2 separate regions of the Astyanax mexicanus genome follow, and region 2 is linked to region 1. A link is a contact called in public Hi-C data. All regions are on one chromosome and are shown on one strand. The core of a region is the stretch at or near the end of the contact, and the rest is flanking DNA. Distances in the headings are between cores, read along the strand shown.

Region 1 (6,662 bases), core at 1,781-4,280:
TGTGCTATTTAAGGGATTCAGGTCCAGTCAATAACCAAAAATGGTACAAAGGCCTTTAAAAATGAACTAAAACTGGAAATAAAATAATTTTAGTATTGTAAAAAAAGTTGTGGGAAGTTATTAGACAAGGAACCTTCTTAGATGTGATTTCCAGTTTAATATATTAACATTATAATAATGTTATTTTGTGGATTATGCTGCAATTACTGCTGCCTAATCACCTACACACACTACCGGTCAAAAGTCTTAGAACACCCTCATCCTCATTTTTTCCTCTTGCCATTTGAGCTCTTCAGTTCTAGTCAATAACTGGAAAATGGTACAAAATCAAGTGTACAAAAAATTACAGTAAACAGTCTTTTAGTAAAACAAATGAACTAAAAACTGAAAAACGTCATTTCAATATTGTCGTTGTCATTGTTGTTAAAGGATATTGTAATAAAACACCTCAATAAATGTATATATTGTTTAAAAAAGAAAGGGAAATATTATGGAATTAATTGGTTAACAGCTTACAGCTGGTAAGTAGCAATGGAAATAAACTGAGCTTTGGAAATGGATTTTACAAGTCAGATTTACAGTGCAGAATTGTGTTACTGCAATCTCCACTGCAGCATTTACACACACACACAGCACATTCGCACTTTCATCATACTAACTAGAAAAAGACACAGTTAAAACTGTAACTATTAAAAAGTTAGTTTTTTTCTTCAGAGAAATTACAGATGAAGCCAGTGAGCGGTGAGTACTGTTTCCTACACCTTCTACACACAAAAAATGTATTAATAAATAAAATATATAATATCTATCTATCTATCTATCTATCTATCTCGTCTTTGATGTATTTAATTATTATATTTTAAATTAGATTAATAATTATTATTAGATTATGTAAAGGTAATGCACACATTCTAAAACATTCATGGATAGATCGGGTCTCCACACTGACCTAAGTGAAAGACGTTGTTCAAAATTCACCCTACTGCGCCCCCTGGTGTTTGATACAAAGCTGTGTGGTCGTTGTTTATCTTTCACACATTTACTATTGCTAATAATAAAAGTTAAAATTTGTAGTTGTAACATTAATAATGATAATAAATCAATAACATATAACCTATTTATTTACTGCTAATAATACAAATGCATGATTCATTACTATATCTTCCAGTTCTGAGTGTACAGTGCTGCATGAAAGTCCCTTGTATAGACAAATAAGTCACTGTACATTGCTACTAAATGCTTATCAGCAAAAGCTAGATTTCACCCTCTTTTTTAAACGGTCCCATTACCCAGGTCTGCTTTTATAACGACGACCTTACTCTCTGCTAAATCCAGCCCCGGGGCTACTCTCTCGTTTTCTGGTTGTTATACTGAGTCATCTTCAATGATGGCAGGAAATAAGTAGGATTCGGGACTGGAGATGACTAGCTCAAAATCAATGCTTAATGTACAACAGCATTTAAAAAAAATAAATAATAGAAACACAAAATTAGTGTTTTGAGTCATCTTTATTAAGTAAACTCTACATTTTCAATATTGCTTTTTGTCTGTTCCATTTTTAGTTTTTTTTCCTTTAGTCTAGATTACAGCCTCTTGCAATCAGCACAATTTATATATTCATATATATTTATTTTTATATATATATATAGATCTTTTTCCCCCCAATGAAGCTACACTTTGAAGAATACAAAAATATCACAGTACATTTTCTACACAGTCACTCCCTACTAGTGAGCTCCATAGCTAGCACTGGACCTAAGAGTGGAACACAGGGATTTGGCAATAAGGGTGAGAATGAGAGACAGAGATTCACTTAGTGAACCTGAAAGAAGAATACTGCTTTTGTCTGTGTTATGCACAAATACTTGCTGGTAGTAAGTACATATATTCAGAAAACAAAACCTAAACATCCATAAGATTTAAATATTGTAAAATGTAAAGGAACGCATACAGATGCCCTAGCTGGCAGTGAACATATAACAGAAACTCTGAAACTTTAAAACATGACTCGTTTAAGTTAAAAGAAAATCTGGTCCAGCCAGACCTCTGTGTTCCAAAAGCTTAAGTCCCTGCCTGCCGCCAACAGCTAACTGGAAATAGGAGCTCACATAGCAGTCACTTAACACTCGCTCACTCCTCAAACTGCTCTCTGCAGACACACCATACTATACAAAATATCAAAAAACAAAGATAAACAAAACATAGAAGAATCCTCACCCGTACTCAGATTATTGTTTCATATTAAATGTCTGTTTAATTCTTTTAACAAACGTTTTCTGTTTATTCTCCCTCGTTTATACACGGTGTGAATATCCAAAGTTGAAATCTTTCATGACCGGTGGAGGCTCACTCCTCCAAGGCAGAGGAATGTTGCAGTATGAGAGTCTGACATTTAGTGGTTTCATTCAAATTTGAACGAAGAAACGAACATCAATAGAACAAACTAAAAAATAAAAGAAGAAAAAAAATGTCGTATGTCAACAACCACCTAAACAAACTCTGGGGAGGAGGAGAAGGAGAGCACAGAGCATCAACATAGTTCAGTGAAAAGGGAAAAATGGACAGATTCCGAGGATAAACACTAGTCATAAGTTACGCTGTCTCTCACACACATACACGCAAAAAACAAACAAACAAAGAAAAAACAACAAAGAAAAAAGAACCAGACAACAATGAACTCGACAACTTAATAAGGGAAGGAACCCCTCAGACTTGAATTACTCCTGTGCCTTGGCAACTCCACGAGATTGCACATTGGTTACCATCCTGGAGTATCACAGGGCCAAGAGGAGGACTGATTGTGCTGCCAGTGATGGGCTTGTGCAGGGCGTGACCCAGTAGGTAGGCTCTGGGACTGGGCTGGGCTCGAGCTCAGAGCTGTAGTAGAGTCCCAGCTGGCGCGTGGAGCGCTCAGGGCGAAAACGTGGCCATCTCCAAAGAGATCCGCTGCCACAGCTCCTTGGTCTGCTTCCCCCTCTTCAAGTTCTGCAAGATGTCGTTGAACTGCATCATGCCCACCGGGGTCAGGCAAAACGCCCCGCGGGCACTCCGGATGATGTTCACAAAGTCATCGTAGTCCGCCGGGGTCAGGTGGATCAGCCGGTGGTGGATATACTGTGAGAAGAAGCAGAACACAACTAATAAGACACGGACTAAAGGGACTTTACGTAATTGTGGGATATTTGTCAGCAGAAGTCCTGATGCTGCTTAATGACTTCACTGTGGTTATTTAGTGAACAAATAAATAGGGCATAAAATGCAGAAATACTGATAGGGACGGACAGAACAGAAATTTTCCCATCAGCGATGGGTTAAATGAGTCACAGACAGTCAGTCGTACATTTATGCTTGAGTACGTTAGAGGTGAGTCAACACCAGTGTCGGGAGTTGTGAATTACTACTTTAATTTTCTCACACTATTTAAATGCAATAACAGACGCAGTTCTTTTATCTGTATGAGTATCTGGATTTGAACCAGACATTTTGTTATACCAACATAATTTTCCAATGAGAAGGTTAAATACTGATGGAAATAGAGCTATATTCCAATATATGTCATTTTGACAACTCATCCCAAAAGTACTGAACAGAGCATCATAATTCCAGAGAACACACTTCCACTGCACTACAGCATCAGACATGATGCCAAAAGGTTCTTGCTTATCCTAAGGTCAGCTGTGTCTGAATACTTTATTGGAGGTAAAGTATATGCTTTTCTTTTTCTAGATTTGACAGCACTGCAGATCCATAGGTTAGCCAGGTACAGATCAGACAGCATCAGGAATGCAGACAGAAAAAACAGAAAAGGACCCATGTGTGAACGTTTACAGAGGTTACAGAGAATCTTAAAGCCAACATTGGTACAAGCTGCTAAAGTTGCTCATTTGGCAAGATTTTACTTCATTAAAAAATAAATCATGTATCTGTTTAGAATGTATCTGCACTGGTACTTATTGTGTATAATATTATATACTCTAAAAATGCAAACACAAAATGTGGTGTTGACAAATATCTGAATCCATATCCATATTTCAGAACCATGAGAGAAATAAAAAAAATGTTATTGCTGGTAACAAGTTTGACTTTGAAGGGATATCTTAACAGATGTTTGACGTAAATCTGCAGAGGCTTCAGTAGTTGACAATATGTCCAACTCTGATGTTTAATGACAGTTTGTATCTGCCAGTATGCTGCAGAAACTTGTAATTCTTTCTAAACACTCCTTCGAGAGCAGCTGAAAGAGTGAGAGGGAGTGAGAGTGAAAGAGACAGAGAGCGTGAGATGTTACATGAGACTGTTTTTCCTCTCTCTGGTTCTCTAGCAGCTTTCAGGCTGTGGACTGTCAGTGTGTGTTAGAAACTCTCTCATCAGCAGAGCCCATCCTGGAAGCACACTCTAGCTCTGCTTTCATGCACTATTCATGCCGGCGGTCACAGAAGTTCTTTTCTGAATCTTTACTAAGCACGACTTAGAAGTGCCGATATCCTTCATAAATGAATGCTCTCACCTTTGGTCTTCACCACTGAAAAGGCATTAAACTGCAGATTAAAGGAACGTTCCACCAAGGACTCATTATTTAAAAACATAAGTCATGGAATTTGGGGAATCTGTCAGTAAGGGGTCACCATTCAGGCACTGTGAGGACACACATACTGTACATTTCATTACAGATATAATTAAAGTATATAAGTATTAAAGTATAATTGCATGAATTGCAGGCAATATATTTTTAAATAAATCAGATTGCTTTGTGGGACAACGTATGCAAATTTGCATGTTTAGCTGCAATTATTACTGTCATTTCTGTTGTACTGGGAGGAGTTTTTTTTAGTCTAATGAGTATTGGAGAGATAAATGTGTTTCTACTGCTTGAACTTTTGGCTCAACTGCATCTCACACCAGCTCCTGAAGTGATCTCAGTGGTTGGATCTGTATCTGTTTTAAATGTGCATTCAGTGTGTTTACACTGGCATTTTTTATGTAGCGTGGCTTATTCAAATATAATGTGATCAGGTGTAAACAGGGTTAATAACACTGCTTAGTTGAGGCTCTGAGGTATTAAAAATTATAGTTAATTCACATAAGCATGTGTTACACCCTGTTTACCTTTTCCCATAATGCCAATCATGCCCAAACTGATTAATAATGGACCCAAGCAGCAGACCTCCTTTACACATAATTAAACACTTATTAAAATAGCTAGGCGACATTAAAGTTAGATTCCATTAATTAACTAAGATATGTTTAAGAGCCTGTGCTTGTTCCTTAACAATAGCATGCCTCAAATGTTTACAAGCAGCTCTGAGTTTATAGACCTGTTTTTTTTAAATAAGTAAAATCACTTCCATTAGAAACCCTTTCTATTTACCATAAAGATCCATCCAAGATGTGCATCTAATCACAGTGCACTCTAACCCAGCTCTTGTAGCAAAACATTTCCATAGTTAATTCATAGCTTAAACATGTAGGAAGGTAGGTCTCCAGAGGCAGGCCTGGAGCCCACTGAGACAACAGCATGTTTTATCATAACTGCTACACAACATGTCTAAAACCCCTTCACACTGGATTTGGACAACAATTAAACAAGAACTCTGGAAGGCAATGGAAATGCAAGTTGGAATTCAAAGTACGGGATTAGATTAAAAATTCAGTTCTTTCACATAAAAATTCAATGAAGTCTGCCAAACATTAAATCAGTATTTATACTAAAAGAGCAATGAAAGCTCATGGGGTAGTGCACATACCTGTAGATAGGCCTGCTGGCAGCGCTGCACAAGCTGGTGGAAAGCGGGAGTGCGGAGGTGAGCATGTATGTGTGCAGGATTTAGCCTCTGCAGAGCCTCCATAATGATCTCCTGCAGGACGAACGGACTCAGCACACCTTTAGCAGCCCCCACACAGAACTGGTACACGTAATTTACACCTAGACACACAGGAAGAGAGCAAGAGAAAGAATGCTATCAGAGAAAGTAAAATGAGGCTTAGTGAGTGATGAAACATTATGCAGCAGCACTGTGTGGAATTTTAAAAGCCTAAATGAGAACCTTACATCTTTTCTTTCCTGAAGGAACAGATGTTTTGGTAGTTTAGTCATGCACTGAAACAGAACACTTTGATGATATTTGCATCAACTCACTTTTATTTGCGAATTCACAGCGAACCTGATTGATGTACACTAGGAAAATAATGGATCTCTATTTATCTCTGTTAAGTGGTAGCACATCCTCGTCCTCATTGCTATCAATAACTGTGTAAGAAGCGGTTTCTATCTCCCACTGCATGATTCTGTATCCTCCCCACCTCAAGCCTCAGGCACTACATTATTCTGATACATATTTTATATCTTCTTCTGCCACTTTCACTAGAGAAAGAGAAATGCAAGCCACTTGAGCTACGCAGTTTTTTAGGGGTGTGAAAGCTGTGCGCCACAGATGAAAATAATTTACCAAGTCGGGCTGCGAGGCCGAGCAGCCATTTGACATCCTCTGTGTATGGTGGGCTACGGGAGAAGTTATTGGGATGATCGTTGTGAGCCCTCCTGCCCAGCATCTCCAGAGCCAGCATGCCTGCATTAGAGCAGAAACCATTAAACCAGAAACCGCCATTAACTCCTGTGCTTAAGACCAATAAACGTCTAATATAATAAATAAGAGTAATGCGGC
Region 2 (6,826 bases), core at 2,478-4,977, 150 kb before region 1:
ATTAATACTTTAATTTACTTTCATTACTTTACATTAAAGGACTATTAACAACATGATCAGGATGTATCAACAGATATTAAGGAAACATGCTTAGTTTAAGCACTGACAGCTCTTGCCATTTCAGACAGTATTACTTTTTTTACTGTTTAGTGAATCACGGAAATCTGTGTGGGATGTAGCCCATCGCCATTCCCCCAGTCCCACTAGCATAGCAGAGATGAGCCTTTTGGACACTGAATTGTATATGTTCACTGATTAGCTACAAAGAATGACTTGTCATTGCTTGATCCTGAGTGCCAGATGGATGTGACAATTCAAGTTGTCTGGGCATTTAACTTTCCTCGATCCACAGTGTCGTGTGTGTATGAGGAATATGTCATAAAATATGTCATAGATTTCTCCCTACAGTGGACAAAACAGTGAGTGGCAATGATTGTGGCTGACAGCATCTGGCTAGAATCGTCCATGTGAACAGACAGGCGACTCTGACAGCAATCACATCCACATTCAGTGCAGGAGCCACACACACATATCCCACAAGTCAGTGCTGCTTTCTTTAGCTTCCACAGGACAAGGCAAAAATCATTGGACATCAAAACTAATTCCTTTTCCATGAAAGCTGGGATGTCATTGTAAAATGTTTCCTAACTATTGTAGAGACATTTCCTGAAGTAGAGTTACCATCATCTCCTTACATAACTGTAGTGAAACTATCAATCAATAGATGGCAATGTGGAGCTAAGACAGCTCCTATCAGGGAAGGGCATTTCAGCACTTTGGGCAGATGAACAGACGAAGAGAAGAGAACATAAAATATGCATTTGCATTCATATTTCCTCTGCCTGCAGGCGGCAGGTCAGAAAACGTGTACTCAAGACAGCAACAGCCTTGCATCGATCTTAGCGAGGCCCTTTAAAAAGGGTGAGAGAAAAAAAAAAGAAAAAAGAGAGAGAGACATTTATATAAGTTGCATAGCTGTGCAAACGACCCGAGCTGTGAGGCTTAAAGCGCGAAACGACCCTGCCATTTAGCTCCCTCAAATCTCCGGAGTGAAATGTGAGGATAAATGAATAACAGCAGCGAGCTGGCACAAATCAGACAACAGGGAGAGATACCTACTGCCACACCACAGATCACACACAAACGCTGAGCGATAGCCACTACGGCATCACAAATCACTCCGTGCTGTGCACCAGAAAGAGAGACAGAGAGCGAGAGACACTGCTGCATGGAAGGATAAGAGATGCCATCACACACTGATTTAAGAGCCACCGGTGGGTGTCCTTGAGCGTGCGCGAATCCGCTGTTTGCTCTGCCTTGAGTGTGTTTGCTCAGTGTGTCTGTGTAATCCCCCAATTTGTGTGGCAATCTTGGTTCTAGTCGAGATCAGCGGGCGCTCTGTGGGGTTGAGAGAAAGGTGGTGCTGCACTGAATATATTTGTTTTGAAAGTACTTTTGACTTTGACACACCGACACCTACACTTTTAATAAAAGTTTGCCAGCTGCTCCGGCAGATCATTAAGAATTTAGAGCAGTGAAAATATTTGATCGAGCTAAGAAATGAATCATAAATTCATCCCCAAGTTATTAAATGAGGCGCAATCTCTTAAACTGCTAAAAGCAAGAGCTGAGGCATGTAGCTTATTACAGACATGATTAGCTGCCTCAGAAACTCATTGTCTTAACTACTCGAAAATCTGGTACAACACAATCCTCAGGGTACAGAATAGAGTTACAGTGAGGTGAGGAGGAGGAAGTGAGAACAGAGGAGAGAGAGAGAGAGAAAGAGGTGAGAGAGAAACCCTAAGAGATGAAGCAGGTTATCTGCAGGTACAAGGAAATTTCATTTAGACTACGAGCACACAAATGCAATATAATGTTCCCACACTTCCTAAATGTTTTAAGCAATATTTTGAACAAACATAAATTAACGGTTTTGCCCAAACAAAACTGGAATTGTTCGTAAACTGAAAAAAGGGTCCCGTGCAAAATGGGGAGTCATTCAACCCCCATGCCTACAACAATAAACATTACAATACATTTAGCACAGGCATTTATCCAAAGCCACTTACAAATAAAGAGGTACATAAGCAATTAAAAAAAAAACATTTAGCAGGGCCTGAAAGAGGCCAGAAGGTTAATAGTGGGATAAAGGAACAAAGGAGAAGGAGGAGCAGGGTTTGAGGTTAGAAGTGGTTTGTTTGTTAGAGCTCTGTCTTTAGGAGTTTATTAAAGGTAGAAAGGGAAGCTCCTGCTTTGGTAGCTGAAGGAAGCTTGTTTCATCATCAGGAAACTAGAGAGGAAAACAGTGAAATTTGGCAAAGCACTCACTGGAGGAGAGCTGCGGCTGGGGGGTGACATAAGCCTTTAGGAGTAAGTGCAAGTAGGAGGGAGTCTGCTCCATCTCCACCTTATAGGCAATCGTGAGGAGCTCAATGTGCTCAATTTGCAGTTGGGTGAGATGTGCCTGTTTAGGTTGGTTGAAAACCAGGCAAACTGCTGCATTCTGGACCAAACATACCTGAAATTAATGACTTTTGGATTTGCAGACAAAAGAGTATGCAAAAGAAAGCAAGAGACAGAACAGAGAATGAAAGTCTGTGAAAGAGACAATACAGAAGAGACAACAGAAAACGAGAGAGTGAAAAAGCAAGTAATAGATTGACACGTGAGAGAATGAGAGAGAGAGAAAGGGAGAGAAAAGGCACAAAGCAGAGTGCAACAGGAGTGAGCGAGGCAGAGTGCAATGTGAATGGAGTGAGCAAGGGTATGAGAGAGAAAAAGAAAGAAAGGGCCAATAGAACCTGTGGACCCAAGGGCCAGAGGTCAGAGCCCAGCCTGTCACCATGGCAACCCCATCCGTCTCTACAGACACTGGACAGAGTTGGAGCAGAATCAAATTTTCTCAATTCGTACACTGGGTTATACTGTGCAGAGTGTGGTAAACATTAAAATGTCTCATAGTCTCCTTATAAAACCTCCATGCATTGAAACTCTGAAGGTCTTTCCTTACAGCTCACACAAATATGTATGGGTTAATAAGGCCACTAAAGGACCACACAAATATACATATATGACTAACATTAGATAGATGAGGACCTGAACATCATAAGCTTAAATTCCTGCCAACTTTAATAAGCCACGATAGAATATTTGGGATAACTGACTGGACTGTGCTGGCATCTACAAGCTGGATATAGAGGAAGAGAATGCCTGTACTGGCTACAGGAATAGGAGGACAGTGCAGACATCTCCAGGCTAGCTACAAAAGAAGAGCAGGCTGTGCTGGTTATAAAAGAAGAGCAGGACTGTGCTGCCAACTACAGACTAGCTATTAAGGATGAGCAGGACTGTGTTGGTATCTACAGATCTACAGACTAGCTATAAAAGAAGAGCAGGCTGTGCTGGTTATAAAAGAAGAGCAGGACTGTGCTGGCAACTACAGGCTAGCTATAAAAGAAGAGCAGGCTGTGCTGGTTATAAAAGAAGAGCAGGACTGTGCTGGCAACTACAGGCTAGCTGTATAAATGAAAAGCTGGATTGTTTTGTTCCTCTAGTGAGCCTCAGATACTGTCACTTTCCTGCTATGTTTCACCAGCCAGCTTATAGATACTTGTAGATACCACAGTTTTGCTTTAGCTCTCTATAGCCACCAGTACAGGCCAGCACAGAGAAGCAGGATTGTGTACAGGAAGAGCAGGGCCTTGCTGGCTTTCACAGGCTGGTTGTGGAGGAAAGCAAGACTGTGCTGCTCTCGACAGTCTGGCTGTGGAGTAACAGCAGCACCACACTGGTAAATGTTTTCCTTCACACTGATTTCAGTTTAGTTTTCTCATTAACGGTGGAATTGAAATTTAAATTGGGTTGGCCAGTCCCAGGTCACTGTTAAAGAATCACATTTTACACAGTGAGAAAATACAGCTACAGATAGGCAGCTGCAACTGTAGAAAAATGTCTTTCCCAGATGTCTAAAAGTGCAGAAACATGATAAATTTGAATTCTGTGCTAGACTGGAGGACTACACAACACACCCCTTAGGCAAGTGTGACAGCTTGTGCTGGGGGATCAAATTTAGGAAATGGACATGAGGAAACCATTATCCTTCCTCTGATTAACTAACCCTTATCCCTATAGGGCTGAGTACAGCTGACACTTCCAGCTCTCCTGAAATCTCCAGCTACAGCTGACCCGTCAAGAAGTTTTGACTGCAGCGTCAACTTCAGCAATTTCAGAGTAAATCCGCACTGGCGCTGAGCTTCCCATGAGCTGCCAGGCGGTACACACTGCGTATTATTATACACCATCTTCTGGAGGACTAAAAAAAGGCATTCACACTAAGCATGTCCTATATACACACACAAAAGCACCAGCTGGAACCAAAACAATTAATTAAGCAGTTTTGTTTGGAAAGGGAAGAGTATAATGACTTCAAAAGCCATTCTGTCAATGTGTGTGCGTCATATTGGCATTCAGAGTGTATGTGTGAAGTGTGAGCGAGTGGGTGGAAATCAGCTTTAGTGCTTAAGAGTCACTGCTGAGGCAGCACACGCAGTGAGAACAGACACGATTAGGCCTCCATTAGACAGGCTTGTTTGTGGCCGCTATACAGCACCACTGCTGTGGCGATGATTACTTGAGGTGCACTGGTCATGAATTTTTATACAAGATTCCAACTCAAGTTCTGATTTCTTTGCAGCCAAACATGCCGACAGCCTATCTTGGGCAAAGTTATTCTGTTTGTGAAGCAACGGGAAAGCAAAGATAATAACACTGTTTATTTGCTCTGCGTGGAGAGCTTGCACTTTGCAGGATAAATAAACACACTGATACGAGTGGGTAGGTCCAACACAAGCATGGGTGCGCGCACACAGCATTGAAATGCAGCTTGAGTTTATTTGACACACTCATTTTATGAACACAGATCAGCCACATTAAAATAACTGACCAACAGTGGGTCAGAGTTTTCTCTGACAAAAAATATGGTGAAAATGTGAAAATATGACACACCCTCATCAATGTTATATTTACATGTTTATTGAAGCATCTTACTGAGCTCACTAGTGAAAGCCTTTCTTGAAGAGTACAGAAAACTACTCCAACAAAAGCAGGATAAACTCTTTGTAATACCCCTAATTTAAAAAGAAAATGATTAAGCATGTGTCCCAATACTTTTGTCCATATAGTCTATAGAGTCTGACCAATATAACTGTGCCAAGCAGTTAGGATTATTAAATACCCCAAAGCTGAGACAGAGCAAAAACATGAACAATCTGGGGTCCCTGAAGTCTGGATTGGCAAACGCTGGATTACAGCCCACAAGCTTCAAGCTGAGAGCAGGTGGCAGGGCAAACATAATTTAGATTGATCCCAGTTAATGAAACGGAACATGAAACATGAAAACAGGTGTAGCACTGTTTTCCCTCACCCGCTTCATCTCCCTAATAAATACTAATTACTTCTGAGGACACGTTCATTCATAACTGCTTTCAATTTTCTTCACTATGAAATAGTATGAAATGGAATGGACAATTCCTGTCATATTCCATGAGTTTCAAACTCTTCAGTCTTACTGTCTTTCTGGGTTCTTAACATGAGAAAAAATAGATTTTGCTAAGATATTCAGTCCAATGATCAGGAATCGTCCTTCATTAATTATAAAAAAGCTAAGTCACATTTTGGTTAGGTCTTAAAATATAAAGTGAAAAGCTCTTAAAATATATCACAAAAACTCTTTGCAAAATTTCCTAAAATAATTTCCAGCAGCAGAAACAAGAATGTTTAGATTAGTAGGACAGGAACTAGTTTTATGTTCCATGACTCTGTGTTAATCTGTGTAGATTAACATACAGCGCTCATTTAACTTTTAAAGGATTTTTTTTTTTAAAGAATTACAGTTTTTATAAGCGGGAGGTCGCAGGTTCGAACCCCTGCTCATGCAGCTTTGCAATCAGCTACTGGTTCTCAGAGAGAACAAAATTGGCCTTGCTTTTTCCGGGTGGGTAGATGGCGCTCTCTCCCCATCACGGTTGTGAGGCGTCTGTGAGCGGATGAATCGGAGCCTAGCCGATGTGCTTTCCTCCGAGCGCGCTAGCAGCTCAGGCAATAATTTATCCGCAGCTGCTCGAAAAAAAAGGCGTGACTAACTTCACGTGTCGGAGGAGGCGTGTGCTCGTCTGCATCCTCCTAGGATCGCAGGTGCCACTGGTGATGGGGACGCACAAAGGGGTGGGACAATTGGATAGCCAAATTGGGAGAAAATGAGGAAAAATCAGAAATAAAATTATATATATATATATATAAAAACTGTTTACTGTTTGTTGACCTGCTGATTAGAAGGACACTCTTGTTCCTTACTACAGTCGCTTATTTATAAAAATAGACCAGAAACTAGATGTTCACTGATAGTGTGCCTTATAATATGGTGCCCCTTGTAGTGCGTAAAATACGGCAATACTTTATGATTAATTTACCTAATGCTATCCTATGACTTTTGACATGCCAGTGTACAGGCCTGCACAGAGGATAAAACACTTCAGTTAAATACCTGGACAGTGTTTGGGGGTTTACTGATTAAGGGAGGATATACAGAGTAGTGCCCAAAGGTTTTAGGCAAGTGTTTTTCCTCAACAGCACTTAAATTCATAACACATACAAAAATAATAATATAATAGTGTTTTTTTATGCTTGCCATAGTATTTCCAAGCTCTCATCACAGGAGTCTTACATAATTCATAGTGATTATTCAGGTTTGGTAATTCAGTGGCTAGTGATGTTAAATCAGGTAAGCAGGTAATAGAATTTAACACTTTCACAAACGCCGGGAGTG

The links. Hi-C and Micro-C count contacts between places; a contact is called where the count stands out from the background.
Region 2: a contact with region 1 is called in a Hi-C map of muscle, with 15 times the contacts expected there. The contact joins two enhancer-like sites. A contact is called at or near these places in 2 of 3 Hi-C or Micro-C datasets (both in muscle).

The regions. Positions count from the first base shown.
Region 1 is chr7:41,953,294-41,959,955 of AstMex3_surface, reverse strand. zswim8 (zinc finger, SWIM-type containing 8) reads right to left here. Exons shown (of 27, transcript XM_022684605.2): 25 at 6,447-6,566; 26 at 5,745-5,923; 27 at 1,490-3,114. The coding sequence ends at 2,911. Among protein-coding and RNA genes, the nearest start is that of ndst2a, 6.1 kb to the left of the region's middle. Within about 2 kb of position 3,030, the one cell type or tissue checked has an H3K27ac peak away from gene starts, as active enhancers do.
Region 2 is chr7:42,098,867-42,105,692 of AstMex3_surface, reverse strand. The region is part of intron 5 of ndst2a (N-deacetylase/N-sulfotransferase (heparan glucosaminyl) 2a); the gene reads right to left. Among protein-coding and RNA genes, the nearest start is that of si:dkey-174i8.1, 24 kb to the left of the region's middle. Within about 2 kb of position 3,727, the one cell type or tissue checked has an H3K27ac peak away from gene starts, as active enhancers do.